2 separate regions of the Sus scrofa genome follow, and region 1 is linked to region 2. A link is a contact called in public HiChIP or PLAC-seq data. All regions are on one chromosome and are shown on one strand. Each heading gives the region's core, a stretch centred on a gene start, on an enhancer-like site or on the middle of the called end of the contact. The rest is flanking DNA. Distances are from core to core; before and after follow the strand shown. Region 1 overlaps TSC22D1 (TSC22 domain family protein 1). Region 2 overlaps NUFIP1 (nuclear fragile X mental retardation-interacting protein 1).

Region 1 (6,808 bases), core at 1,003-3,502, 290 kb after region 2:
GATCCCTAGTTGCTGTGGCTGTGGTGTAGGCTGGCAGTTACAGCTCCGATTCGACCCCTAGCTTGGGAACCTCCATATGCCATGGGAGCAGCCCTAGAAATGGCAAAAAGACCAAAAAAAAAAGTAAATATTTGTCTTTACGGTCTGGATATTTAATTTTTAGGTATCTTGCTAATAGTGATAGCTTCATATTCTCATTAATGATCAGAGGATAGTATGTATTTAGGACTATGATTGTTTTGGTAGTGGACATAAATCCATCTTTCAGATGAATTCTGGTTGATTTTGTGGGGTTCTTTTTTCATAGGTCTAATTGGCATCTGTGTGTATCAGTTATCGTGGTTAAAAGGGTGTTCAGCTCTGCCATTTTCCTTTTATTGGCTTGTGTTTGCATTATTACTATCCTCATCCTTATATTCCTTTCTAGGAATATTTTAAAGCCATTTCTCTATTGGGTGTGAGTTATTTAGTTAAGGCAATATAACATAACTCACTTAATCCGATGCCCATAAACTTCAGTAAAATTTATGAAAGTAACTTGGTAAAATTCCTACTGAAAATTCCTGTTTCTTTGTGAAACTACCACTGAGGAAATCTGAATGGAACATAAGTTGAAACTGTACTTGATGAGACCATCTGACCAAGGGATAGAGGGTGGGTGCCAGTGTCAGTTTGAATATTAAATACCAGCACCGCTCAGAGTCTTTCCTATTTTTTTAAGATTACAAATTTTTGGAGGGGAGTAGTTCCTGTTGTGGCTTTGCTTGTTAAGGACTCAGTGTTGTCTCTGTGGGGACGGGGGTTCGTCCTGGTCGTGCTCAGTGGGTTAAGGATCTGCAGTTGCCATGGCTGTGTCGTAGGTGGTAGCTGCAGCTCCAGTTTGACCCTTGGCCCAGGAACTTCCCTATGCTGCAGGTGTGACTGTAAAAAGAGGAAAAAAAATTTTTTTTGACTACTCCTGTGGCATGTGGAAGTTTCAGGACCAGGGACCCGAGCTGCTGCAGTGGCAATGCCCGATCTTTAATTTGCTGCACCACAAGGGAACTCCTAAGATTAAAATTTTAATGTATTTTCTTTCTACTCCAAATACCCTGTTTATATACCCTGTTTTGGAGTTTATTGGTTTAAAGTATAGTTTTAAGAATTGGGATTTTTTTCTCTCATGGTCCTTCAACATTAAAATAATTTGCGTGTCAGTTAAAATAAATTCCAGCCTTATTTAACTGCTCATGGTTTTTCCATTACCATGACTCCCTCAGTTTCTCATTTCCGAGGTTTTTGAACTCTTCTGAATCAGGCCATTGTACAGTCTTAGATAAATATTAAAACAAAGTTTGATGAAAGTAATATCCATGATACTCTGATAGCTAGATGCTATAATTAGGACCGTCCATGAATAAAATAAGCAATCTAATTTTAACTTTGCCCTTTTTGAGGGGAGGAGACACTTTGTTTAATTAGAAATACTCTCTGTGAATTAACATATAATTTGTTTACCTCCACTTTGAAGCAGCATATTCATTTTCTTCTGGGATTTTTAACTTCTTTTTTTGCCACAACTATTTTTAAACAGGCTGACATATTCTTGAGATCGATTTAATTTGTAGGTGTTTAAAGAAAATACCAGCGTCGCTGGAAAATGCTCTAGAACCCTCAGGTTTTGATAGATGTTGCACGTTTAAAATAGATTTTAATGTTCCCATACATTTTCAGTGTGAAATGTAATGCTTGCTTTCTGTTATTAATGTGGCTTAGAAACTGTAGGAGATACTAAACTCTTCTGGGAAGAATTGTAATTTATGCTCATTGTTGATTTTCTCCGGTTTTTACTTAATATTTTAGTGAGTAGGTAACAATTTAATATTTTTTTAAATGGAAACAATGACATTACCATTGCTCTCCTATTTTTTTGTATGTAGTGGTCACAGGTAAGCGCACACACCATGTAACAAAATAAAAATTCTCGTTTGTGAAATGGCTATAGCGCAGGATGAGTTAAGTTTTGAAAATTAGCTTCCATTTCAGTTGTTACCTCTAATGGCTAAAAAGTTGTGTTTGTGTGTATTTTACACACAATCTGGATCTAATTATATTTATGTCTCATACATATACGTATATTGGTGTAAGCACACAAACACATGAACACGCACGTGTATACGTGGGTTATAAACATGTCACAGATCCCTGACGGGAGGGAGCGTGGTGGAGCAGACAACTGTCACTCTTGGTTGCGTTTTTAGATTGTTGGCTCGTTTTAGAGCTAAGAGATCAGCAGCAAGAAGGAGTGACTAACCCCGGGGTTGGTCTTGGGCGGGGGAACTGCTAACCCTTCCCCTCTTCATCTTAGTGGTCATCAACCAACTTTTGCCAAAATGTTTTATTTTCTTTTTTGAGAAGCTCCTGTTAATGGTGTTGCTGTTTCTCGAAGTAGGAGAGGAAAGGAAGGGAATAATTCAGGCAAATCTGGACCTTTAAAATCCTCCTTTGAGGGAAGAGGGTGCAAGTGCCTCAATCTCATCTTTTCTACTGAGTGGATTTTTAAATTATTATTATTTTTTTAATTCTTTTTCTTTTTAGGGCTGCACCTGCTGCATGTGGAAGTTCCTGGGTTAGGGGTCAAATTGGAGCTGCAGCTGCTGGCCTACGCTAAGCCACAGCACAGGGCATCTGAGCTGAATCTGCCACATATGTCACAGCCTGTGGCAGCACCAGATCCTTAACCCACTGATTGAAGCTAGGGATTGAACCCACATCCTCATGGATATTGTTGGGTTCTTAACCCGCTGAGCCACAATAGGGGAACTCCATGAATTTTTTTTTTTTAATTGAAGTATAGTGATTTGCAGGTTTATATTTCAGGTCTATAACATAGCGATTCAATATTTTTATACATGATATTCCATTTATATTTATTATAGAATACTGGCTATCCTCCCTGTGCTGTACTCTACTGTATATCCGTGTGGCTTATTTATTTTGTACAGGTAACAGTTTGTAACTCTTAATCCTCTGCTTTTCTCTTGCCCCTCCATCTACTTAGTGGAATTTCGATAGAGTGCTTTACATTTTACCACTTTTAACAAACGTAAATCCAATCATATTTCATTTGTAGTATTATTGCTTTTTCATTATTAGTAAGGAAGAATATTTCTTTACTGGGGTAACACAGTCACTGGGTATGTTTTAAAGATGGCTTGGGTGTTTCTGATCTCTTGAGATGTCCTGGGTTTCTTTTCTGGCCTCTGGCTACCCTATGGCTAGTTTCCATTAGCCATTCTACCCAGATACTTTTTTGGAGCCTGGATCTCAAGTTTTCAGGAACTCTATTTATTAAGAGAGGTTTTTTTTTTTTTTTTTTTTTTTTTTTTTTTTAAAGTGGGGTCATTAGAATTGAAGTTGGTCCTCCAGGTGGAAGGGAAATGGGAAGAGGGTGTGCTTCCTCGTTCAGCATGAATTTCTAGTGTCCCCAAATCCCCAAGCACACTAATAATTATCAACTAGAAAACTTTTTTTAATAGCATGTGTGCTAAAGTTGTGCAGATAAAGCAGCACATCACTCTAGGGACAATACAGATGAGCTAAAACATTTACAAACTACTTTTTGGAAATGGGATATGTTTTATTAAAATCAACTCCCTTTCCTCTTTCAACCATCCATTTCAAAAAGTATTATAGAAAGGCAGCATGGGAGTTCCTGTTGTGGCTCAGTGGTGGACAAACCCGACTAGCATCCACGAAGATGCAGGTTCGATCCCTGGCCTTGCTCAGTGGGTTAAGGATCTGGCATTGCTGTGAGCTGTGGTGTAGGCCAGCAGCTACAGCTCTGATTGGACTCCTATCCTGGGAACCTTTTTAGGGTGCTGCCCTAAAAAGGCCAAAAAAAAAAAAAAAAAAAAAAAAAAGGCAACATGAAAAATGTTTAGCTACTCTCCAAAATAGTATATTTGAATTATGGGTTTTGTTCATGTTAATATCCTTATCATTCCCTCTGTGAAGTTCCTTACTGCTTATTTGAACTGACATTTCTTTTTAAAAATTTTAATAGATTTAAAAACAGTACATATTGGAAAGTGTTGCTCTTACCTCTGTTCCAAATTCACCAGCACTACCTACCTCTCCAACCCTAGCCCTAGCCGCCACTATTAAGCAATTCTTTATTCTTTCAGACATTCTATATGCATATTCAACCAATTCAGAATCAATATTATTTTTTCACTTTTAAACATTTCATGCAAAAGCTAGCACACTGTATACACTATTCTGTCCTTTGCATTTTTTAGTATGGTAAACAGACTACCTTCTCTCTCTTTTTTAACATAATTGTATAGTACTGCACTACATAGATATACCATATTTCACTTACCCAGCTTCTTTTTTTTTTTAATCTTTTTGCCTTTTCTGGGGCTGCTCCCTGGGCATATGGAGGTTCCCAGGCTAGGGGTCGAATCAGAGCTGTAGCCACCAGCCTACACCACAACCACAGCAACGCCAGATCTGAGCCTCGTCTGTGACCTATACCACAGCTCATGGCAATGCCAGATCCTTAACCCACTGAACAAGGCCAGGGGTCGAACCCACAACCTCATGGTTCCTAGTCAGATTCGTTAACCACTGAGCCACAATGGGAAATCCAGCCAGCTTCTAATTAATGTATATTTAGGTTGTTTCTTATCTTTTACTAATACTGTAATGAATAACCATGTATATGTTTCATTTCTTAACTGTGTAAGTATTTTCATAAGATAAATTCCTCGAAATAGAATTTCGGGGTCAGAGGATATCATTTTGTAATTTCGAGGAATATTGTCAAGTGGTGGCCATCTTACCAATTTATACTCCTACTAGCAATGGATGAGAATATGTATTTCTCTATTGCTTTGTCATTAGAGTATATTTTTGAATTTATAGATTTTTTGCCTATCCGTTAGGTGAACATTGTATCTCAGAGCAGTTTATTTGTTTGTTTTTGTTTTGTTGTTGTTTGGTTTTTTTTTTAGGGCCATACCTGCAGTATGTGGAAGTTCCCAGGTTAGGGGTCAAATTGGAGCTGCAGCTGCTGGCCCCCGCCACAGCCACAAGTAATGCCGGATCTGAGCCTTGTCTGTGTCCTACACCACAGACCACGGCAACCCTGGATCCTTAACCCACTGAGCAAGGCCAGGGATCGAACCTGCGTCCTTGTGGATACTAGTGGGATTCGTTTCCACTGGGCCACAGTGGGAACTCCTCAGAGCAGTTTTGATTTACGTATTTCTTGTGAGTGACTTTAAGCTTCTTTTCATATGTTTTTGTTTCCTTGAACTACCTGTTCATATTTTCTGCCTATTTTCTATTGAGATGGTTTTTCTTTTTTTGATTAGCCCTTTGTCGGTGATATGAAGAGTAGCCGATATTTTTCTCACTTGGACATTTGTCTTTTGATTTTGCTCAGAGCAGATTTTGGGGAGGGGAACAGGCAGAGGGTTTTCCTTTTTATGCAGTCAAATTCATCAAAGTTTCCTCTTATGACTAAAATTTTGAGTTAGAAAGACTTTTACTCCAAGGGTGTAAAGGTATTATGTTTACTTTGACTATTGACTTCATTTTTTTCTATATAAATATTTGACCCCTTTGTAGTTCATTTTGGTTCACTGAGTAAATCCGACTTTATCTCTTTTGTAGATGGCTTCTAGTAATTCTGACAACAGTTAATGAATAATTTATTTTTTCTTCAGATAATCAGATCATTCTCAGAAGGGGTTTTAATTAGAACATCCTTCAAGGTTTTGAGTCTTAAGGGTGATAAAAGAAAAGATGAAAAAAAATAGAAAAGGTAACATTTTTCGATTTCCTTCTTAGTTATCATGCTGTAGCTACCCAGATGTTGAAAGGAATTTCCCCAAACTTTTCTGCCGCATTCGTTAGAGTTTAGTGTAGGTTTATCCATCAAAGCAGTTTTTAATTGGTGTCTGGGTTTGTTCATGCCTACTGAGGTCACTTGTCATCTGAATTCTCTTCTCCCAAGGATCTTAATTAGCTAAACTAGGAGAAAGTGGAAGAGATAAGACAGTTCTCTTCTGTGGTTCAGCACAGCCCTGGCTGACATTGCTTAGGGCGACTGTAGTTGGCTATGTCTCCTGGTAGCTGTTCCAGTTTCCAATGGTTTATGAATCAAAATGGAAACATCAGCTGGTTTTAGAAGCCGATCTCTGTTCCAGTCAATTCATACTTTTCAAGAGCACTTTCTTTTGTGAAATATTTCTATTTTGCCAGGCCACTTTCTTCCTAATCTGTTCGTCTCCAGCTTTTAAAGTATGAAGACTTATAATATCAAAAAAACTTCATGGGTCTTTGTGTTTTTTGTGTACGGTGACTTAAGAAAATGCATGACAGAGAATGATCAGTGAGATTGAAGTTAATTCGTATTGTACTGCTCACAAAAAGCCCCTGCATATGGTAGAACAAGTCGATAGGTTCCTCTGCAAGACCTCCAGGGGCGAGTCAATCGTTACTGTTAGCCACATTTTCGATCCTATACACGAAGTCATTTTAACGGAGCCCTAGGTGAAATATGGCAGAACAGCACGAGAAAGGCAGCTCCATCCCTGATGTAGGAGCCGACTTTCTAGGGTGGATTTTCACTGCAGGAACCTTTTAAGAAGTCTGAGGACAGGAGGTAGACGATTGCTGTGGATTGGTCGAAGTTAAGTCCCCTGGTCTGGGGGAGCAGGGAAGACCGACCTGAGGTGACGTTTAAGCGGATCTCTGAAGACGACTGTTGAGAATTAGGGCTAGAGGCAAGAAAATCAACAAGGAGGCAATTTCAGGA
Region 2 (6,529 bases), core at 87-2,586:
GAGATAGTGAGCTAAGTTTTACTGGTGTGTAGTTGTGCAGTATAAGACAATTGGTGATTTTTTTTCAACAGTTTGCTTTGGATTTATCTACTTTAGAAACCTGACCTGGGCCCTTTATCAAAGATCCAGACTTTTCCTTATTCTTGAAGGGGCTTCCTGGTTATTGTTGTATGAGTGACTAAGTTGTGTTTCCCTTTGGGGGGGAGTAATTTGCTTTCTAGCAGCCTTGTGTACTCTGGTTTTTGTCTCTAGGTTCTGTATAAATAAGAATGGTATGCCTTTTGGAAGATTTTATTAATTTAAGCACTGAAAAATAGAATCTTTTTTTTTTTTCTTTTTATGGCCGCATTCACAGCATATGGAAGTTTCTGGGCTAGGAGTCAAATCAGAGCTGCAGCCTCCTGCCTACACCACAGCCACAGCAATGTGGGATCCTAGCCGCATCTGCAACCAGTGCTGCAGCTTAGAGCAATGCCGGATCCTTAACCCATTGAGTGAGGCCAGGGATTGAACCTGCCTCCTTATGGATAGATACAATGTCAGGTTCTTAATCCATTGAGTCACAATGGGAACTCTGTAAAATAGAATCTTATAACTTTGGCAGGGATATAAAGATCCCTTAGCTTTAGGAAAGTGATACCTATAATCAGCCAGAAGGAAAAAGTGAGCTGCTTTGGAGACTTCCATCAAAGGAGTTCTCACAATATCCTGATATCTCGTTTAAGGAATTCTTTCTCACATCTCACCTAAAATCCACTTGCTATGACAGACGTTTCTATTCCTTACCATTGAGAAGCAGTTACAGAATGTGTGCTTGTTTATAGATGAGACAGTGAAGGACCAAGTATTTCATGTTTAGCATATGGCCCAACATATTAAGGGCTGGCCTGCAATACTCAGAAGAAAAAATGTTAAAGAAACACAAGTAGTAAGAATAAGTGAATTTCAGAGAAGTGAAGGGTGTTGAGTAGCTGTGAGTTACACGTCTAGACACTGTGGGGCCTGTGAAAGTCATCACCTTTTTTCTCATCATTTCCACTTCTGTGTAGTCTGTCTTCAGATTGCCAACAGCTGGCTGCCATCTTCTCCATCAGATCGTTTATTGTCACTTCTCTTCCTCTTTTAAAGGTTGCAAATAGTTCCAGATCCTTTCATCTTTCCTCAGAGGTTTTATTTTTCATCCTGTTAATCATCTTTGAGTCTCTTCTGAACCCCTTCCAAGTTTTATTTTCCCTCAGCATTCCTTTTCAGTTTAGCAGTACAAAACTGGACGTGGTGCCCTGAGAGTTTCTGATCACTTTTGAGTATCATGAGGGGATGATTTCACACTCATACCTGTGCCAGACTCCATCTCATATAACCTAGATTATGTTTCCTTTCCAAAAGCGTAGTCATGTGGTGCTGACTGGCTGTCAGATTTTTATCTCCCGTGACCTTGATCGTTTCGTCTTATGTTTATTTATAGCTTGTACATTAATCATCTTTTATTTATGGAGTTTATTTTTCTTGGCTGGATAATGGCTTTGCACTGTTCTCATTGAAATTCATTGCCTTTTTTTCTGATTACTTCACCTCTTACTCAATGTCATTTCCATTCTCATCTTCCAGTGTGTCCATGGGCTTCATGTTGTCTGTGCTATCCAAATCAGTGATGCAGATGTTAAAAAAAAGACGAGGGTGGAAACAGTGTCCTCGAAACAATGGCAGAACATGCTTTGTTGATGTTTCTCAAACTTTCCTCTGGTGAGCAGCCAGGCTGAGTGGTAGAGAGCTGTGTCCCCCCGCCCCCATGCCTTTTATGCTTGTAGGATCTGATGCTCTCACCACCGAAGTTTGGTGTCTCCATCTCCACACACCTGTGCGAAGGAACAAAGAAAGCTTTGTCAGAGCAATTCATCTTGCACATTGCTGTCAGATTTAATCTTACCCACTGCCTCCTTCATATCTCTCCCTGTTGATAACTTTCAGTGGCTCCCCATTGCCGCCAAATTGTATATAAGCTTTCTGGTTTGGCATTCAAGGCCATTTTGGCCCCAGCCTCCCTTGCTGATCTGATTGCCTATAACTATATGTCTCTTAGAAAACAAACCATTTGCCATTCCTTGGATATCTCACGCTTTCCGAGGCCTTGGTTTGTCTACACGCTGTTTGCTTTGCCTGGAACACCCTGAAACTTTTCCATCTTATTTCTGTCTGTTAAGACCATTTAAGGCCAGCGCTTTTCATGTTCCTTTGTGGCTATATCCATCTAGATAGGATCTTTCCTTCCCATCCTCCCATCTTTCTACTCCTTGGGTTGCTTATTATATTTTGCCCTTTATTACAGCTGTTCTTCAGAAATAACTGTCCTTCTTTTTATGCTTCTTGCTAGACTGTACCATTTTTGAGGACTGTTTCTTCCTTAGTAACTCTGGATGTACCTACTAGTATGTATTTGCATAAGTACAAGTAAAAAAATACATTTTCTTATAATGTTTATGGGTATGTGCCAAATAAATGAACTACACCACTTGATATGACATTTGATTTGAATTCTGCTGTAAGCTCCTTACCTGGTAACAGACTGGTAGCAAAGTTAGTGGACTGGCAGCTGTTCTATGCTTTGAGTAGCATCATTGTAGCCTGCTTTTTCACCCTTAAAAAGGGATGAATTAAAAGTTCATAGAAAGAATTAAAAGTTTTTATCAATTTATTGTATTAGTCATCAGGTAAACAAAAATGGTTAAAGCAGTAACTGCTTGATTGCATAATTACAGCTGGCCTCTAAAAGCCCTTTTAAAATGCACTTCTTTTTGTTGTCTAGAAACTACCCAACTCTGGCTAATATCGAAAGGAAGAAAAAGTTAAAACTTGAAAAGGAAAAGAGTGGAGCAGTGTTGACAACAACGCAATATGGGTAAGTTCCTTAAAATTGCTTGCGGCCTTCATGCTTACTTTATTTTATGTATTTATTTATTTATTTTCATCTTTTGAGGGCTGTGCCTGCGGCATATGGAGGTTCCCAGGCTAGGGGTGTATGTAATCGGAGCTGCAGCAGTCAGCCTACACCACAGCCACAGCAACACTGGATCCTTAACCCACTGAGCAAGGCCAGGGATTGAACCTGCAACCTCATGGTTCCTAGTCAGATTCATTTCCACTACGCCACGACAGGAACTCTCTTCATGCTTATTTTATGAATATATGTACTCAAAAATAGTAATAAAAAAGAGCATATACCAAAATCCTAAAACCTCTATACTTCCAATTCTAGAATATTTGCTTTTCTAAGTTTTTTACTTAAATTTTTTGAAAATTGTATTTTAAATTTTAAAATAAGCAATTCTCTGTATTCATGGGTTTTCAAAAAGATTTAGAGTAACAAATCTTTTCTGTCTTTGTCTCCTAGCTAAATAGTTCTTCTCCCCAGAGGCAACCCATTTTACTCTTCTAGAGATATTTCATTTGTATACAGCATATAAATAATAGTGTATTTTTTCACCAATCTTTTATTAATAAAAAGTTATCATTGTTGCTCTATATATCCTTTTTTTTTTTTTTTTAAGGCAAGAAGATTTATTAAGATAGGACGCTTGTGAGAGGTGCAAGTGGGCAGGCATGGATGCTCTGCCTGTATATACATTTTACACATGTGCAGTTATTTCTGAGGATGGAGTCCTAGGATTGGATTTGCTGAGTCAAAGACACATGTGTATTTGTAATACCAATAGCTAATTGCTAAATACCTATCATAGGAGCTATCCTAGTTTACTCTCCCACCAGAATATATGAGACACCCCATTTTCCCTCATCCCTCACCTTCAAAGAAATTTTTCCATTGTATTTTTTTTGTTTTTTTGTTTTTGTTTTGTTTTGCCATTTCTTGGGCCGCTCCTGCGGCATATGGAGGTTCCCGGGCTAGGGGTCAAATCGGAGCTGTAGCTGCCAGCCTACACCAGAGCCACAGCAATGCAGGATCCGAGCCGTGTCTGCAACCTACACCACAGCTCACGGCAACGCCAGAACCTTGACCCACTGAGCAAGGGCAGGGATCGAACCCGCAACCTCATGGTTCCTAGTCAGATTTGTTAACCACTGCGCCACGACGGGAACTCCTCCATTGTATTTTGTATTGAAGTGTACAACTCGATGAATTTATACACACTCACATAACTATATACCCAGGTAATCTAGCTAATCTCACTTCCACATAGATTAATCACATCTTCACATCTCAACACTTTCTCTCTTAGGCCTCCCTAGTTCAGTTCCTCCCCATAAAGATAAACTCTTTTCTTAGTTCCATCATCATAGACTTATTTTAACGTTCTTAGAACCTTGTATAAGTGGGATCATGTATGTCTTCTTTGGTTTATAATTTCTGTGGCTCAAAATTATGAGATTCATCCATATTGTTGCTATATAGAACTCAGTTGTGAAAATATATTCATGTTACTATTGGACATTTGGGTTGTTCCCAGTTTGGGCTATTACGAATAAAACTGCTGTGAACATTCTTTTAAGTGCCTTTTGTGGACATAGGTACTTGTTTACACACACACCAGGTCATACTATATGTTTAGGTACAATAGATACAGCCAAACGGTTTTCTAAAATGGTTGTACTAATTTATACTCCTTTTGACTCCATCTCATTGCTTTGTGTCCTGGTCAGTGCATGCTATTTTACACCTTTCCTCATGTTATATACCATTTTGGTCATGACTAATGATGTTGAACATCTTTTTTTTTTTTTTTTGGCCATGCCCATAGCATGAGAAAGTTCCCAGGCCAGGGACTGAACCTGAGCCATATCAGTGACAACTCCTTAACCACTAGGACACCAGGGAACTCCAGTGTTGGACATCTTTTATATGCTTGTCATTTTGATATTCACTTATGAAGTGCCAGTTCAAGTCTTTGACCAGTTTTTAATTGGGTTTCTTTTCTTGATTTGTAGCACTTATTTACATAGATACAAATCCTTTTTTGCATAAAGTATAGGTAGTACAGATATAGTCTTGCAGTTTGTGACTTACATTTTTACTTTTTTTCCCATACAATAGTGTTAATTGCTCAGATATCTGGGGTCATTTGGGGGTTATATGCTGATCTTGACAAGGCTTAGTCACATTTGAGGGTTGGTTAGCTGGTGGTTGGTGTGCCTCTATAGTTACCCTTTCTGGTATTCTTCATCCATCTTTCCATCTGGTACCATTTTCCTTTTGCCTAAAAGACTTCCTTTAACATTTCTTGTAGTGAGGGTCTGTCTGAGATGACTTCTTTCAGCTTTGTGTCTGAAAAGGTCTAGATATTTTACCTTCCTTTTGAAAGACATTTCTGCTAGATACTCAATTCTAGGTTCACAGTTCTAAAAAAATTTATAGTACTTTAAAGATACTGCCCCATTGTCTTATCATTTGCACTGTTTCCACTGAGAAATCTGCTGTCATTGTTACCTCATTCCTCTATACAAAATGCCTTTTATGTCTGGTTGCTTTTAAGATTTTATCATTGGCTTAGAGCAATTTGATTATTATGTGCTTTAGTATTTTTTACCTTTTATTATTGTCCATTGAGAACCTTTTTTAAATTGTCTTTTTTTTTTTCCCTGACACTTAGTTTACATCAGTATATGTTTACATAACTATTTGTTTTCCTCCTAAGAGTATTTACTGCAGTGGTTGTGAAGGCACTTAATTTGAGCTAGCTGTGAGATTGTGCTTGGTCTGTATATAATCTTGACATTTATCCTCCTATAACTTGAAGAGAATAGTACCTATCTACTTTATTTCAAGGATTTGTCATGAAGATCTAACAAGAAGCAAGATAACATATTTGTAAACACTTCAGTAACTTTAAATCTCCTTAAAACTAAGTAAACAAGAGTTAACACTCTTTGTAAAGTCTAAGGAACACTTTAATAAATAATAGGAATGAAGGAATGCTGCCAACTAAATTCACCTGTTATTCATTGTACAATATCACCCGATTTCAGAGGGATTAAAACATAGGAGGAAATATGGGTCTTGGAATTGATAAAGTATGATATCTTGTGGTGTGATATCCTTTTAAAATTCTTCCATAAAGTTTTTTGTCTTTGGAAGCCATTGAATTTCTTTTATTCTGGTCTCTTTAATGTACTAGGCTGTAAATGATTGATTTGATAGCCAAGTTTCTTTTGCATTGAGTAGTCTTTTTCAGATTTTTCTTAAAACGTCAGTACTTTCTACATTAAGAATTGCATTTTTCTTATTACTCTAGCAAGATGAAGGGTATGGCCAGACATTCACAGATGGCAAAGATCAGAAGTCCTGGCAAACATCACAGATGGAAAAATGGCCATCCTGACCAGAGAGCAGCCACTGGGTCAGGCAATCACTTGTGTGATTCAAAGCCCGAAGGTCCACCTGAGGCAAATTCAGACCCTCTCGGTGTTTTGGTAAACAGTGATTCTGGTAAGCTAAACAGGTTTTCCTGTATGTTTTAAGTGTATAGACAGTGATGCTGAAGTTTGTTCTTCACATCCTTGTTTGTGGAAGGTTTAATGG

What was found. HiChIP or PLAC-seq counts read pairs in DNA pulled down with a chosen protein or histone mark.
Region 1: a contact with region 2 is called in an H3K27ac HiChIP or PLAC-seq map of skeletal muscle. The contact joins two enhancer-like sites. A contact is called at or near these places in 8 of 47 Hi-C or Micro-C datasets (brain, embryonic fibroblasts, fetal heart ventricle and 5 more) and 1 of 2 datasets of contacts at active chromatin or transcription factors (skeletal muscle).

Annotation. Positions count from the first base shown.
Region 1 is chr11:22,569,624-22,576,431 of Sscrofa11.1, forward strand. The region is part of intron 1 of TSC22D1 (TSC22 domain family protein 1); the gene reads left to right. Among named protein-coding and RNA genes, the nearest start is that of TSC22D1, 54 kb to the left of the region's middle. Within about 2 kb of position 2,253, at least 1 of the 83 cell types and tissues checked has an H3K27ac peak or open chromatin away from gene starts, as enhancers often do. A contact at or near this core is called in skeletal muscle, where this site is marked.
Region 2 is chr11:22,281,800-22,288,328 of Sscrofa11.1, forward strand. It overlaps NUFIP1 (nuclear fragile X mental retardation-interacting protein 1), which reads left to right. Exons shown (of 10, transcript XM_001927425.5): 6 at 2,804-2,896; 7 at 6,243-6,436. It overlaps LOC102159419, which reads right to left. Exons shown (of 3, transcript XM_021065393.1): 3 at 1,420-2,635. Among named protein-coding and RNA genes, the nearest start is that of NUFIP1, 18 kb to the left of the region's middle. Within about 2 kb of position 1,337, at least 5 of the 83 cell types and tissues checked have an H3K27ac peak or open chromatin away from gene starts, as enhancers often do. A contact at or near this core is called in skeletal muscle, where this site is marked.